2 separate regions of the Sus scrofa genome follow, and region 2 is linked to region 1. The links are chromatin contacts, called in public HiChIP or PLAC-seq maps. All regions are on one chromosome and are shown on one strand. The core of a region is the stretch at or near the end of the contact, and the rest is flanking DNA. Distances in the headings are between cores, read along the strand shown.

Region 1 (7,528 bases), core at 3,175-5,674:
AAAATGAAAAAAATCAAAGTGGAAGTAAAAACCAATATTTTTAATTGAACTGAACAAACAAATAATGATTGCTTATCACATGCAAAGCATTGTCACAGGTGTTGGGATTGCTGAGTGACGAAACGTATCCTCAAGAAATTAATGATCCAAATGAGAAAGCAGATCCCATGCATAGAAAACTAAAGTACCTTAAGTGGGAGTTCCCATCATGGCTCAGCAGTTAATGAATCTGACTAGCAACCATGAGGACGCAGGTTCCGATCCCTGGCCTTGCTCAGTGGGTTAAGGAGCCGGCATTGCCATGAGCTGCGGTGTGGGTCGTAGACTCAGCTGGGGTCCTGAATTGTTGTCTATGGCGTAGGCCAGCAGCTACAGCTCCGATTGGACCGCTGGCCTGGGAACCTCCATATGCCACCAGTGTGGCCCTAAAAAGCAAATAAAGTAAAATAAAATAAAATAAAATAAAGTACATTAAGTGCCTACTAAGTGGAACAGGCAAAAATGAGTGTGAACTCAAGGAGTCTAGAAAATCTTCTCAGAAATTATTTGCTGGGGTTTTTAAAAAATGTATTAAGTTATAGTTGATTTACAATGTTCTGTTTCAATGAATTCAAAGGAGTCCTTGGGGAGGCACCTGATCATTGGTATTACTGAAGCTGCAAGGGGGTGTAGGGGCTCACAGCCAATGCGAATCACATGGAAGATGAGGAAGTGAGGAAAATCAGTCGGGGATGAAAGGATGGAGCCCAGACCACAGAGAGGAGCGGGAACATGTTGCTCTAGCACAACAAAACAAGTATAGCCTTTACATCTTACATTCCAGTTTCTGGGTAATCAAAATGCAATTATCTGAATCTTTATAGTAAGTCCACTTTGACTGAATTCACTTTAGTGGGTTGCTATTTCTTACAATTAATAGAACCTTCAGAAAACAGTCATGTGTTATTGCTACAAACTATATAGCAGGAATCATCCTGTGCTTTCTTCTGTATGTTAAACTTCAGATTCTTTTCAAGTCTAGTTTATAAGAATCTAATGTATATGATATAAACTTTACCTTAGAGTTCAATAGCAGAAAATGATGAACGGATACCTGTTTTTACTGAGTACATATTCTACGACACAGCCTACGCTTGGTACTTGTCCTTTAATTTTTACAATAACACATATGTACATTACTTCACATATTTTATAGATGAAGAAACTGGGGCTCAAAGAAGATACACAGCATGCCCAAGACCATGTAGGCAGAAAGTATCAGCACCAGAATTTGAATTTAAGCCTATTTGATGCCAGAGCCCAGGTTCTATCACATATTGTATGTTCCCATTTTTAAAAGAGATGTTAATTCTTCCACACTGTTAAACCACTATGAGGAATGTATACCCCTCCAATAAAATACTTCGACTGATTTTCAAAAATCACTAAACTAGATATAAGCCTCTATTCTGTCAAATCTCCATTACCATATTTAAAGGGGACTCTTTTCCTTCCAGGATGTCATTTTCCACTCTTTTTATGAAGCAGTCCTTATGTCATAAGGCCACGTGAATACTAGCATCTATCTGGATGACATAAAAAGCGAACTTATCCTTGAACACAAGAAGTCTTCTAAAAAAAGAACAGAAAGAAAACTTGCAGGTGACATGCAGCTATTTCCTTGGTTCTTGTCTGCATTCTTCTGCAGCATAGATGGGATTTATTTCTAGCAGATTTAAATATCCTCTTCAGACCCAAGGGAGAGCCTGCTTTATATGTGTGCACCTAGACTCTACTGTAGCTCAGAAACCATGATCCCCTCTGCACAGAGCCTGGTAATGAGTCAGAGCCTGTTTATGTACCGGCTAAGATTCCATCAATTCTTCATGACCCAAGAAATGCAAAAGCATCCTAGACTTTCAAAGGCATTCACTCTCATGCCAGCTTTTCTCTGCATAAAATGGACTGTATGTCTGCAGGGCTTTATGCCCCATGCTCTCAGAGTCCACCTAAATAGCCAATTCTCACGTTGACCAGCAGAATGCATTTAAGGGCAAGAGTTCAGGTATTTGCTTTGCTCATAACTTCCTTTTCTGTGTAATATAAGCCTCTTCATTCTCCTTAGCTGGAAAATAAGAAGAACAAAACCAGCTTCCACTTAAATAATTTGAGTGGAGGCTGAACTAGGGCAGGATTATTTTGTTTCATTCATTGTTTTGCCCTCTACACTTAAAACTGTGCAGAGTACTTAGTGAGTGCTAAGGATGAATAATAAAATAGGCATAGGACAAATGCTGATGAAAGTGATTTGAGTTACTTGGAGTCATGTGTTCTCTAGATTAGCAAATACTGCTTGAGCATCTAGGGGCATTTCTAGGAATCGGTGAAGTATCTTCTGAGAGCCTGGAGGCTGGCAAGAGAGCAAGGTGGAGAGTGAGGGGGATTAGCTCTCTGATGTCTATGTGTGTGGAAGGTTTCACGGTTGCATGTGCAGTGTTAGGTCTCCAAATGAGTGTGTGTGTGTGTGTGTGTGTGTGTGTGTACATGAGAGAGTAGGGAAGAAGATGTTCTGTGTGGATATAGAAAACCACTGTGCAAGAAAAAATATAATAAAGTGATTTGGTCGACAAAGAGTAGATGAAAGTCATGGGCATGTCCCTACTGGGTATCAATTCCCATTTTCCAGAAAAAAAGCACACAGGTCCACTTTAAGCCAACATATTTCAGATTAGGAGCCAAGGAGCCCTTGTCCCTGCTGCAGCTCTAAGCCAGTGTTCTCTCCTGGCAGTTAGGCTGGGAGATGCGGATGCTCTCTGTTGCACAGTGTCTATGTCATTGATTGGGTAGACAGGCCCTCACTAGCCCATTTCAGCAGACAAGGTCCGAGCTGGGTTCTGCTGCAGAGAAAAGGAAATACTGAAGGAAGAAGACCTCTAATAACAAGGATCAGGGAAGTGGGCCGTGAATAATGGGAGCTGTTCTTACCATCTGCCGGTGACCTCATGCCTGTCCCCAAGCCAGTCTGGATGCTTGCAGTGTAAGTGACCCGTCTGCCAGAGTGACCTCAGGCCCTGGAGTAACAGCAAATAAAGCCATGGACACGCTGTTCTCTGGACACTTTTGCGGTCCTTCCTTTCCAGGGCTTCCTTACAGCTCCAGACTTGAGACCTGCAGCTCTGGCCCTCTCCTCACAATGACTCTAACAGATATCCCCACAAAACATGCTCTCCCCACCCAAGAAATGTGAGTAAGTATTTTAAAAATGTACCTTTGAAGCATTTCTCTAATTTTAGATTTTCAAAGCTTCCCCCTGCTTTACTTCGAAAACAGAAGGGAAAAAGCCCAATGAGTTCATTATTTGAATAGTACTGGACTCAAGTTTCTGCCAGATCAGTTACAAACCTTGGTTAATGAAGCAGGAAATTATTCTCTCTAGCAAGCAGAAGAATAAAGCCATAATGCCACGATCAAAACATCTAACGTGATTAGTTATACCAAGAAATATATAGATTCTTTCTAAGGAAAAAACTGCCAATAACGATCAAACATACTACTGGATGAATGACTGAGGGTCAGTCAATGCTAGAATGTTGAATGAGCAAATGAATGTTTAAAAGAGCAAAGCATTGGCATAATATGCAAAGTAACGATGGCTTCCTATGAAAATGATGGGATTTGGGGGTCTGAAGGGATACTCAATGTCCTTGAATGCAAAAATACCACTTCATGAGCAAGACTATGAATCCAGTGTTAAGGGCTTGTACTACAGACTGAAACCTGGGTTTTAAACTCCATCTTACCAGTCTTTGGACTTAAGGTTCAAAATGGAGTTAATGATACCCACCAGTGGGGGACTGAGTAAATTAAATAAGATCACACATGCAAATTCCACAGAATTTGGCACATAATGCATCTTAATAAACGTTGGTTTTTACCACAATCACTTTTGCAACATTGTCAATACCTGTCTGATTTGTCTGTGTGAAAATCTGCAGTATCAGGGAAATCATTAAGAAGCAGTTCATTTCATTTTCAGCCCACTCTTTTTATCAGAAAGTCTTCTCCTCCATGGTTTCTGCAACTTTGGACCCAAAAGCAATTTAACCCACTGACATGGGTCAAGTCTAAATTTTCTTTCCCATAACTGCCCTTCAAACATCAAAGAGGAATGTCCCAACTCGGAGTCCATAAAGGTATAAAATGTAGCAAGAATATCACAACTGTCACTCTGATCCGTCAATATAGTTGAAAAGGACGCTAGCTTTGCTATCAGACACTTTACAGTATGAACAAATGCTGAAACCTAGCCAACCAAACCCCTGTGATCTGTCCCGTGTGATGCTTTAGAGCCTTGTTTTTTCTCAGCCACAACACTTGCAGTTGGTATCTGGAACAGCTTTCCACGTGTTCCTCTTAAATGCTATCTTGTTGGACTGTGTCCAGTTTCAGCTCATCCTGTTCGAGTCTGACTCTGCTGCTCAGTATATTCCTGGTGCCATGACACCCAGAAACATTCTTGGCATGCATGCATGGCCAAATCACAATAAACATGAGGAACAGGCCAATGTCAAGAACAGGTCTTGAAGAAGGCACCAGCATTATAGCTCTAGATCTTTATCACTGGGAAATAGTCATTGAGCTAATAGCAGTACTATCTTTCAATCTCTATTTTTTTACCTTTTCCTCAGAAATATATCAAGATCCTTTGAGACTCATGTTGTTTAATCCTGTATGTACTAAGAATATAATGCATGCCTTTGTTTTTTCCGGTATTGCTGTCATGAAAAGTCTGTGGATACTCTGGTATGGCTTTTGCTTAGAGAACTTATGCTGGATTTTCATGATCACAGCCCTCTTTCTAATTACTTACATTTAGTCATCTAAGGAGATCATGCGATTTTTTTTTTTGAGATGCTTTTAGAATGTAATTTTAGAATCAACAGTTCACAAAAAGGTCACTGGTCTAAAGTTTATAAGGTCATATGAAGAAACAATGAAAAAAATGATTTCCCTTGAGCAAATCTGATGCTAAACTACACATAACACTGGACTGGGGATCAGGAACATGAATCTAAGTCTGTGATCTACTACCTAGGAAAAGTTAATGGGGGTGTGTGTGTATGGATGGTTTTCCAAATAATGTCTCAGGTTTACAGGGCTCTCTAAATAACCCTGCAAGTCTTCCACAGACAGGCATCCTGTACTCTTTTCCTTTCGATGCCAAGACATTCTGTATCTTTATGAGGTTACTCAACCCATTCACTTTGAACGCAAGGAAGTTAGCACCTGCCACGGGGGATCAGAATGTGAAATGTGAGGAGGGAGCCCTGTGATAAGTGCCTGACCTTAGCAAACAAAAATAAAACCTCTAAGAAAACGATGAAGAAAATGCAGTACTATACCAATATACCAACCAGACTTCTGTGAAGCTCGTACTACAAGCAATTAAATTTCCACTCCACAGGAAGCTGAGGTTGAGGCTCTGTGTGAGTCACAGAACAGCCATGCCAGGGGATGTTAGGAAACTCCCCACTGCCCCATCCTTATGACCCCATAACATGATAGTCCCCATTAAAAAAAAAAAGTCAACCAGCCGTCTTAGGGATGGGAGCCTGGGGCCCATTTCTCATCTGACGTAATACTTCACGGAGCAGGTCCAAACACAATGCGGGGCCCTTGAAATCAGCAGGAGCTCAGCACTCTGATCCATGCCAAAGAGCAAGATGAGAAATGGGGCTGGTATAAATATTCATTGGGAAGTTACGGCCAACCTCCTTGTGCTGTGTGTTCAGTGCAACTCAAAACTGCCCCACCTGGTCCCTTCTGGCTCCCTCATGTCTACCAGGGGCTGGCAGCTGGAAGGCAGGCTGAGCCTTAGAGATCTTTTAATTTGCGCAGCACCAGAGGGGCAGGCGGGAGGGATGACACTGCATATGCTGGGATTCAATTACAGGGCTGTCTTTTTCCCAGGTGGGAGGTAACAGTGACTAGAGAATTCAATGCTTCATCTGTTAAGGTCCCTTAGGAAAGGACTGGTGGTTTGCAAAAGCTGTGGGGCAGTGGGGGTGGAAGAATGCTCCATGGTCAGCCCTTGGGACAAAAAGCTTGGCAAAAAAATATTAAGCAAATTGAAGAGTGTTTTGTAGGCTCGTGTACAATCTTTTCTTTTCTCTTTTCCAAAGCGAAATCATTCTGTAACTTCTGCCTGGCAAATATGGGTGGCTGCACCTAAATTCAGAAGTAAGTTGCTGGTACCCTATAAAATGCAGGATGAGAGAAGCTTTGAGGTCATTGTCCCATGAGTCTCACTGCCAAAATATTTTTAAACATTGCATGAAGTTAGATGTGTTCTAACCATGAACATTCGAGGGGAACACACGATGTTCTGAACTTAAAAGCATTGAATGGTACCGAAAAGCTTGACAAAAATACCTACAATGTAATTCTCCCTCTACAGTAAAATAACATAATGCCATTACTTGTTAGGGCACTAAATTCAATAATTTGTTGGAATTCGTCAATGCTAAAGGGGGAGGGTGTGCCTCTCATTCTACCTGCTACAAAGCAAGGTTCACCAAATATGTAAGTAGGTTAGACGCAGAATGGCTCACTATCGTCCCCTGGATGATTTCTATATGAATAGTTACCACGCCAATAACTACAAACCAGTCTTACCTATTTATTAGAGTGGATTTCTCAGACCTATTATTTGGACAAACTTCCTAGGTGGGTAGCTTCATTTTTATTCTGTATATCTTAGAGGTAAAAAGAGGGAGTTCCCATCCTGGCTCAGCAAAAATGAACCCAACTCGTATCCATGAGGATGTGGGTTTGATCCCTGGCCTCGCTCAGTGGGTTAAGGATCCAGTGTTGCTGGGAGCCATGGTGTAGGTCGCAGACGTGGCTTGAATCTGGCATTGTTGTGGCTGTGTTGCAGGCTGGCGGCTATCTCTTCAATTTTACCCCTAGTGTGGGAACTTCCATATGCCAAAGTTGCAGCCCTAAAAAGACCAAAAAAAAAAAAAAAAAAAAAGGTAAAAAGAAAGTTGCGTATGTTTTTATCTTTCAATTTCACTCTTGCCCTAGGACAGCCTATTCTCCCCAGGGTAGTTACAGTGGAGGTTTGCCAACTCAAACCAAGTTCGTCTTCTGCTCAGAACCCTCTCATGCCTTCCCCTCCTTCTTAAAGTAATTCCCAAATTCCTCATCTGGCCGGCCTCTCAGGTCATTCACCTCCTCACGTGTTAACACTGATGTCCCATTTCTCAGACCTTGGCTCCCAAGTGATTCCCTCACTCATGGAGCATCTCCACCCCATAGCACACTCTCCCCCCAACCCTGCCCTGCCCATCTCCCAACACTCCCAACAAGCTCCCAGAGCAGGGCCTCTGCACTTGATTTCCTTCCCTCTTCCCCGGAACACCACTCCCCTGGCCATCCTCCTTGTCTGTCACCTGCTCAGATGTCCCCTTTTCAGAGAGCCTTTCCCTGCTGCCCTTACAAGACAGCAACAGCCCCAGCCAATAATTACCCACCATCCAATTTAAAC
Region 2 (6,759 bases), core at 2,621-5,120, 440 kb after region 1:
TATATTAATAGAATGATGTTTTCATAACAAAATGGATGTGCAGCGATCACGGACTCATGCTGGATGCTCTCATAAGCGCCCAGATCGGGGGAGGGGCAGCTCTTACATAAAGCCCCATGGCAAGGGGGAAAGACGCGCAAAGCCCACGCTGAATCATCGGACAGGTTGAGAACTTGTTCAGGAATGGCCCGACTCGTGTATTGGAAATTAAATTAGATTCTCGATTAAGAGGAAAATACGCTGGAGAGAAATGGGCTTTGCAAGGGCAGTTCGGGGCTCTGAACTCTTTTGTATTCCGTCTCCTGTTTCTGTAATGTGTGTCTTATCTCCCCAGAGGGGAGCAGAAAACTGGTGAGATCATACTTGGCTCAATTCCTGAAAGTTTGTTTTGAGTCACCAGTGTAAATATGGCCCACCCAATCTGTACATTTGCACAAATTAACTGAAACCAGCTACCCAATTCCTACTTCACTTTTGGATCTGTTGATTAACCCTGACAGCTGTAACCTCATTAGTCCAAGCTCTGGCCGTTCCAGAGCAGCTGTCAAATTAGGAAGAAGTGGACTCACTGAAGTCGCCTATGGACCAGGCACGTTAAAATCAATAGACGCTCTAAAAGGTTTCAGTTTATGATTCTAATTCTAATGTATGTGATGCGGTGGGCTTTTCACCCAGATCCGTAATATGGGCCTGAAATCGGTTCTTTACGGAGAAACCAGAGGCTCTATCACAAGGCAAGAACATAGGTTTTATCTGGAGAGTTTGGATCTGTATCAGTTGAAAATGGGTTTTTAGCATGCATTATAACACAGACATTTTAATATATTTGAAAATATTAGTTCCTAATGTATTTTTTGGCATGAGAGATTTTGTTAGTTTTGACAAGAGGCCAACAAAGTCTTGACTACAGAAATAAGAAAAATCTTACAGCTGGCCCTCAATGGAAAAGTAGAGATAAAAAGTGAGGAAAGGACTAAAACACACTCCAATAGGAATGCGGTTTCCCAAAATAGAACACGGATCCCTTCTGTAAGAATCTCTAAGGAAGGAGTAGGGAGGGAAATTCCCAATGTCTTTTCTTTAAAATCTGAAGGGCCAGGGAAGGAGATGACTTTCCATCCACCAAAGTGTTGCCAAGAACAGTGGAAACAGGTCAAATGCAGTGTGTGAACTTCTCTTGCAGCATTTTCATTGTGGGGAGATAGCACAGGGGAGCCGAAGAAGTTCTGAAGGAAGAATCTGGAGACTTCAGTTCTGATCCCAGTACTGTCCCAGTTCTGCCAAGTCCACCAGTGCGTGTTTGAACAAGTTCCTTCACCTCTCTAGATCTCAGTAGACTCCGTTTATAAAATGAGGTTTTCCAGATGAGTGAAATGATCCCTCTATCTTTAATGACTGTGGACTCTTTGCACAAATCATGAGAAGCTTCTCCTCCATGGCCCAAGGTGGATCTAGGTATGAGGTTTTTTTCTCTTCAGGGTAATTCTCTTCTACTCTTTGCAGTGCCCCTTAGCCTATTATGCAAACAGGTGCTGTCCTTTGGCGCCCCCTGGTGATGGCTGGGGCTTTTACATGCACCTTCCCCCACGTGGCCCTAGAAGATAAAAATGCCAACTCTGGGAACCTTCCCCAGTAGAACACAGTTTGCTGCTCACCAGGGGGAAAAGCAATCCAAAAACTCATTACTGTCACTTTATAGCTTTAACACACTGCTTTCTTGAGACTTAAGGGACTATGCAGATTTTATTTAAGTAGCATTAATCAGACGCTCTATTGGCATAAATATTATCAACTCCTAGCCTGTTCCAAATTGAAGGATTTAGAAACAATAAGGACTTCTACTTTCATTATTGTGAGGAAACAGACCAGTAAAATAAGAAGTATTTAAGTGTTTAAGAGAGGCCAAGTGTTTCCTTTGCACATGACTAATTTAAATTACCAGAAATATCAGAGAACGTATGCTCTGGTGTTTCCTAAATGGGAAAGCACTAGGAGTTTATTGAGCCTTTTCCCATACCTTTCCTTCAATTTAAAAATCATTTACAGGAAAACTCTGTGAGTCGAAAGTCAGTTAAGATGAAAAAGTAAAGAAAATCATTTTTGTTGTTTGTTGTTATGGAAAGACAGATAACTATATTTTAAGTATCATGAACCACTGGGAATTAGATTCTACTCTCAATCATGACAATTTACAGTTAGATTATATTTGCCTTAATCGTGTCAGTCCCACTTTTTCTTGTTTATAATTATATTCTGTTCCTTTCACTTTGAGGCTCTGTTGAACATAGTAAAAAGATGTCTTTGATTTAGTGTAAAAGCAGATACATCTTTCATTTAAATGCCAAACGTTGTGACTATCCAAAGAAATTAACCAAATACAATGTGAAGGAAAAAAGACAAAACTCAGAAAACTTTAATTATTCTATGTTGACTACAGTGACTTTACCATGGGCTACTAATGCTAAGCCCTTTCAAGGCCGATTCATTTTCATGCATCCAGTTCAATGTGATTATAACAACTATGACTGCTTCCAGGTAGGGTTAAAAAAAAAAAAAATAGTCACAGGAAAGAGAAAAGTCAATATTCCCTAAAGGAGAAAAACATTTCTTTGCCATGCTTACTTGACTCCTTCTGGCAAAAGGCTGTTAGCAGTTGTACCACACAGTTCAACCAGAACGTGTCTCCAGAAAGAAAAAAAAGAAAAAAGAAAGAAAAAAAGAAAGAAAGAAAGAAAGAAATATAATTGCATCTCAGAGATTTGGTTTGGAAAATCTGCTTTTGTTTCCAATGCCTCCTCTCTTCTCAACCACGTTTATAAGCATTTTCCAAGCTCTTTACGAGCATTTTGCCTGCCTCTCCACACTCCTAAATATCACCCTCCGCTCCCTCCAGCCAGCCGCGTTTTTCACTCTTGGCCAAGGAATAAAACATTGGTTCACCTCAAAGGCTGCCATTAAATTTACCTCATTTATTGACCAGCAGGAGGTGCACCCACCCTCACCCACCCTACCAGGGTCAACGTTAACTATAATTCCGTGGAGCTCAGTGGCGCCCCAGACTGCTACCCTGTTTAATGACTGTTGGGCCCCCTGGGCCAGGTAAATTCTCCTGTTGACATATTGGTGGCAATGCCCTGGGAACACCTTTGATCCATCAGTATGCTCTCTCCATTCTGGATGAATTTAACTGTGTGTTGATTAAAAATAACCAGCTATGGAGACACGAAGGAAGCAAATGGAGCTCCTACTGGAAGAATAAGCCATTTATGCTTCTCTGCAGTAGATACTGGGGCCTATGAGGACATCAAATTTAAGAAAAATAAGGCCTTGAGAGCTCTGCTCTCTGGATAGAAGAACCACCGGTCCTCTGTTGCCCTTGAGATGGGCAGCAGGAATTACCCATGAACCTGCCATCTCACTGCAAGGCACACTTTCACTGCGGAGGGAGCTCGGGGCCTGGGTTTCCATGCTTTTCTTCATCATCACTCTGCCATTCTGTAAAAATGCGAGATATCTCAGCGCAGTGACTGTGCTTAAAACAACCCAGAGTGCTTAGATAGACCATGAGAGAGTAATGGTGCCTGTAGGATCTGCTTATATTTTTCAACTGGCTGATAAAAATCATATTCATTATAAAGGGAGAGGGAATTTCCTTTTCTTTGTGAAAGTAAGTGCATGAACCTGTGCCAGATGAGAAAGCCTAGAAGTCAGAACGGTTGCTTTGTCCATAGACTGTCAGAGGCTCTCAGGCCATGGGCCCTTCTCTGCTCCCATTTTACCCTGCAAGCCTGCCTCCCTCAGCCCTGACCCCAAGTGACCAGGTTAGATGGTCAGGGATCTCAAGTCTGAATGCTGATTCAGGCCCTTCTCTCTTTGCTGCCAATAATAGTTCGTCTCGGTGCCAGATTTCGTGGTGGTTTCTTATGATGTGGATACCTGTCCAGCAGGGATTGGACTGTGACCACAAGCCATTTTTTCTTAAGCCACAGAATAACTGTCAGATGGTAACTGCTGATAGTTACTACTTGCCAGGCTCAGCTGCCTCCAAGTCAGAGACTCTCACATCCCATAGTAAGGCCACCGAACTGACCTACTCCTCAGTGAAACAAATTTTGTCAGGTATAAAACGTCCCGAGGGTAATGATTTGGTGCTTAATCTTCAGTTCCTCAAAAACAAACAAACAAAAGAGACAGAACAACATTAAAAACAAACAAAAGACTCCTGCTCTTTTTCCCCTTACAGTCGGTTGGTTCTTCTTACTCTTGTATTCACGATTTTTCTGCTTTATTGCCCTTAATGTATTTTAGTATAAATCACACCAGTTTTGGGGGGTCATCAATGAAGACTCAATTTTTTAAAATACAAGTTACATGTATGTATTGCGTTCCCCTGAGAATTAAGAATCCTTTGGAAATGTGTTTCTTACAGCCTCTTTCTTTTGTAGGCAGAATCCCATTTTGCTCTCATTTTATAGACGAGGAGTCTAGACACCTCCTCTCCAGGAGTAGAAAGTTCATACCAGGAGTACAGGGTAGAAGCAAGCAAACACAATCAGAAAGATAATTCATTGTTATTAATGGTTTCATGATATGTTGAGGTCTCTAGTCTTAAACTGAGTCTGGCAAACTTGAACGATGAATCTCTGGCGAAGTGTTAACATAGACAGACTGAAGTCTACTCTAGGGAATGCTGACTTCCTGGAGTAATTTGCCTAGAAATTCCAGACTGTACTGATGTCTTTTTGTTTCACTCTTCACAAGCTAATAGCATTGTTGTGCATGCTTGTGCCTGAAAAACATTATTCCTTAAACCATGAAGGAGTTGTAAGCTCTCAGCAGTAAAAATATTTCAAATAGTGAATCAAACATATATACATAAATATAATTACATAGATAGATAGATGGATGGATGGATGGATGGATGGATGTGTGGGAGTACACGTGTTTGTGTGAAGGAAAACAGTCAAAAGTGTTTGTAATCGAGTGATTGATTCTTCACATTCGGGCTTAAAGACTAAAAGAACACTCATTGGGGAAAGTAAATGAAGCTCTCCCAAAGTGAGAAGATAATTAACAATCTAGAAGCTATTATACATCTTTTGACTAAAATTGGTAGTCTTTCCTGAAATAAAAGGTATGAACATTTTTATTAGAATAAGCTTGACTCCCTACGATTTTTCACTCAGAAGCACAATAGGCAATTTTAAAATTTTTTGTAAATAAGCTTGTCTTCCTGAGTTTGTAGGAAATGAGACTTTAGAACCTTAGAACTGAGACATCTTGGGCTTCCTGTGGATTGACTCATTCCTCATACAGAAGAGGACAATGAGGCCCAGGGAGATCAAGGGAACACCCCAAGGTCATGCAATTTGAGTCAAGACCTTGCAGGTGACGCTGGACTTCAAGCCCTGCGTTCTTCCCTCACTATTTCAACTATATCATCAATACCAAGATATGGGATTTGTCTGTACCTGTATGACACTGATCTGGCCTCGATTCTTGCTTCTTACTCCCTTCCGGAAAATCCTTAAAGAAAATTATGTTCAAGCCCACTGGCTCCATAGACTTCCAACCTTATTCTCCAAACTATCAGCTACAATGTCTACTAAATACTAAAACTGTCTTCCAAATAGACACCCACCAAAGTTCTTCCCAGTTCTAAACCTAATAATGTAAATTTCACCTGCAAACATGGAGGAACACAACAGGGCAGTAGATCAAGATGCCATGAATCAAACTAGAGAATAATCCAAACTTTCTTGTATGTTCAAGGAAAGGATAGGTTCCAAATATTCTCCCTTGATCCTCCTCTAGCTTACCAAAAGTGTCTTGGAAATTAGTGATTTAGAATGAAATACAACCAGTTTCTGATAATCGTCTCAATTGCTATGTTTCCTTGGACACATTTTCAAAGTACTTGAATGAAGCCCCACATGCAAATTATCTTCCCTGAAAAGAAGGCCTTTGTTGGCAATTTGGCTGTTCAGTTTTTGTGGCAATGGCATGGAGACACAATGTATTTTTAACATTCTTGTTTTGTTCTTGTCTTAACTGACACTAGTAATTTAAGAAATGCTGAGGGCGTTACTGAATATAAATTTGAAGAAAAATAGCTCTTCAAACTATATTGTTAGAAGTAGGATGATTATTCCATCAAAGATGAATCAGAAAGTTTAGATTATGTATGTTGGCATATACCCTCCTGAAAACGGACCCTTCCCATGATCCTTTCCTCATGATGTGGCATCCACAAGAATCACACTGCAATTTGCAACCAATTGGGCTCTGAATGACAGAAATCTGCCCTACACTCATTCAAAAGCTCTTTTTATAGAATTATTGGATTTCTGAGATAGAGATGATGATACATGGAATATATCATTTTGCAGAAGAGGAAACATGTCCTGAGAGCAAAGATTTGCCTGAAGTTCTAGAATATGTTAAAGCTTTATTTCAAAACCCAGATTCTGAAACCTTAGCCAAGAAACCATGACTCTTACTCTTAAAAATGGTTAACACAATGTCTCATACTCAAGTTTTCTTCAATGTTTATATATAGGAATCCATTCTTAAATTCTTTTTTTATTCTTAAATTCTTTACTGTCCTTTTTTCTTTCCCTTTCTTTCATTCCTTCCTTCCTTTTAAAAATAAATATTCTTTTACCACATGTTCATCATTGTGAGGAACTCTGGGGTACAAAGATAGAATATGGCCCACGATTCAAACAGCTCATCTGTAGAGAAGACCAACATGGTAAC

Evidence for each region. HiChIP or PLAC-seq counts read pairs in DNA pulled down with a chosen protein or histone mark.
Region 2: an H3K27ac HiChIP or PLAC-seq map of skeletal muscle shows a contact between it and region 1, with 7 times the contacts expected there. The contact joins two enhancer-like sites. A contact is called at or near these places in 4 of 47 Hi-C or Micro-C datasets (psoas muscle and skeletal muscle) and 1 of 2 datasets of contacts at active chromatin or transcription factors (skeletal muscle).

What each region holds. Positions count from the first base shown.
Region 1 is chr1:30,342,982-30,350,509 of Sscrofa11.1, forward strand. The region is part of intron 3 of EYA4 (eyes absent homolog 4); the gene reads right to left. Among named protein-coding and RNA genes, the nearest start is that of EYA4, 230 kb to the right of the region's middle. Within about 2 kb of position 4,425, at least 1 of the 83 cell types and tissues checked has an H3K27ac peak or open chromatin away from gene starts, as enhancers often do. A contact at or near this core is called in skeletal muscle, where this site is marked.
Region 2 is chr1:30,783,196-30,789,954 of Sscrofa11.1, forward strand. No RefSeq gene overlaps it. Among named protein-coding and RNA genes, the nearest start is that of RPS12, 140 kb to the right of the region's middle. Within about 2 kb of position 3,871, at least 1 of the 83 cell types and tissues checked has an H3K27ac peak or open chromatin away from gene starts, as enhancers often do. A contact at or near this core is called in skeletal muscle, where this site is marked.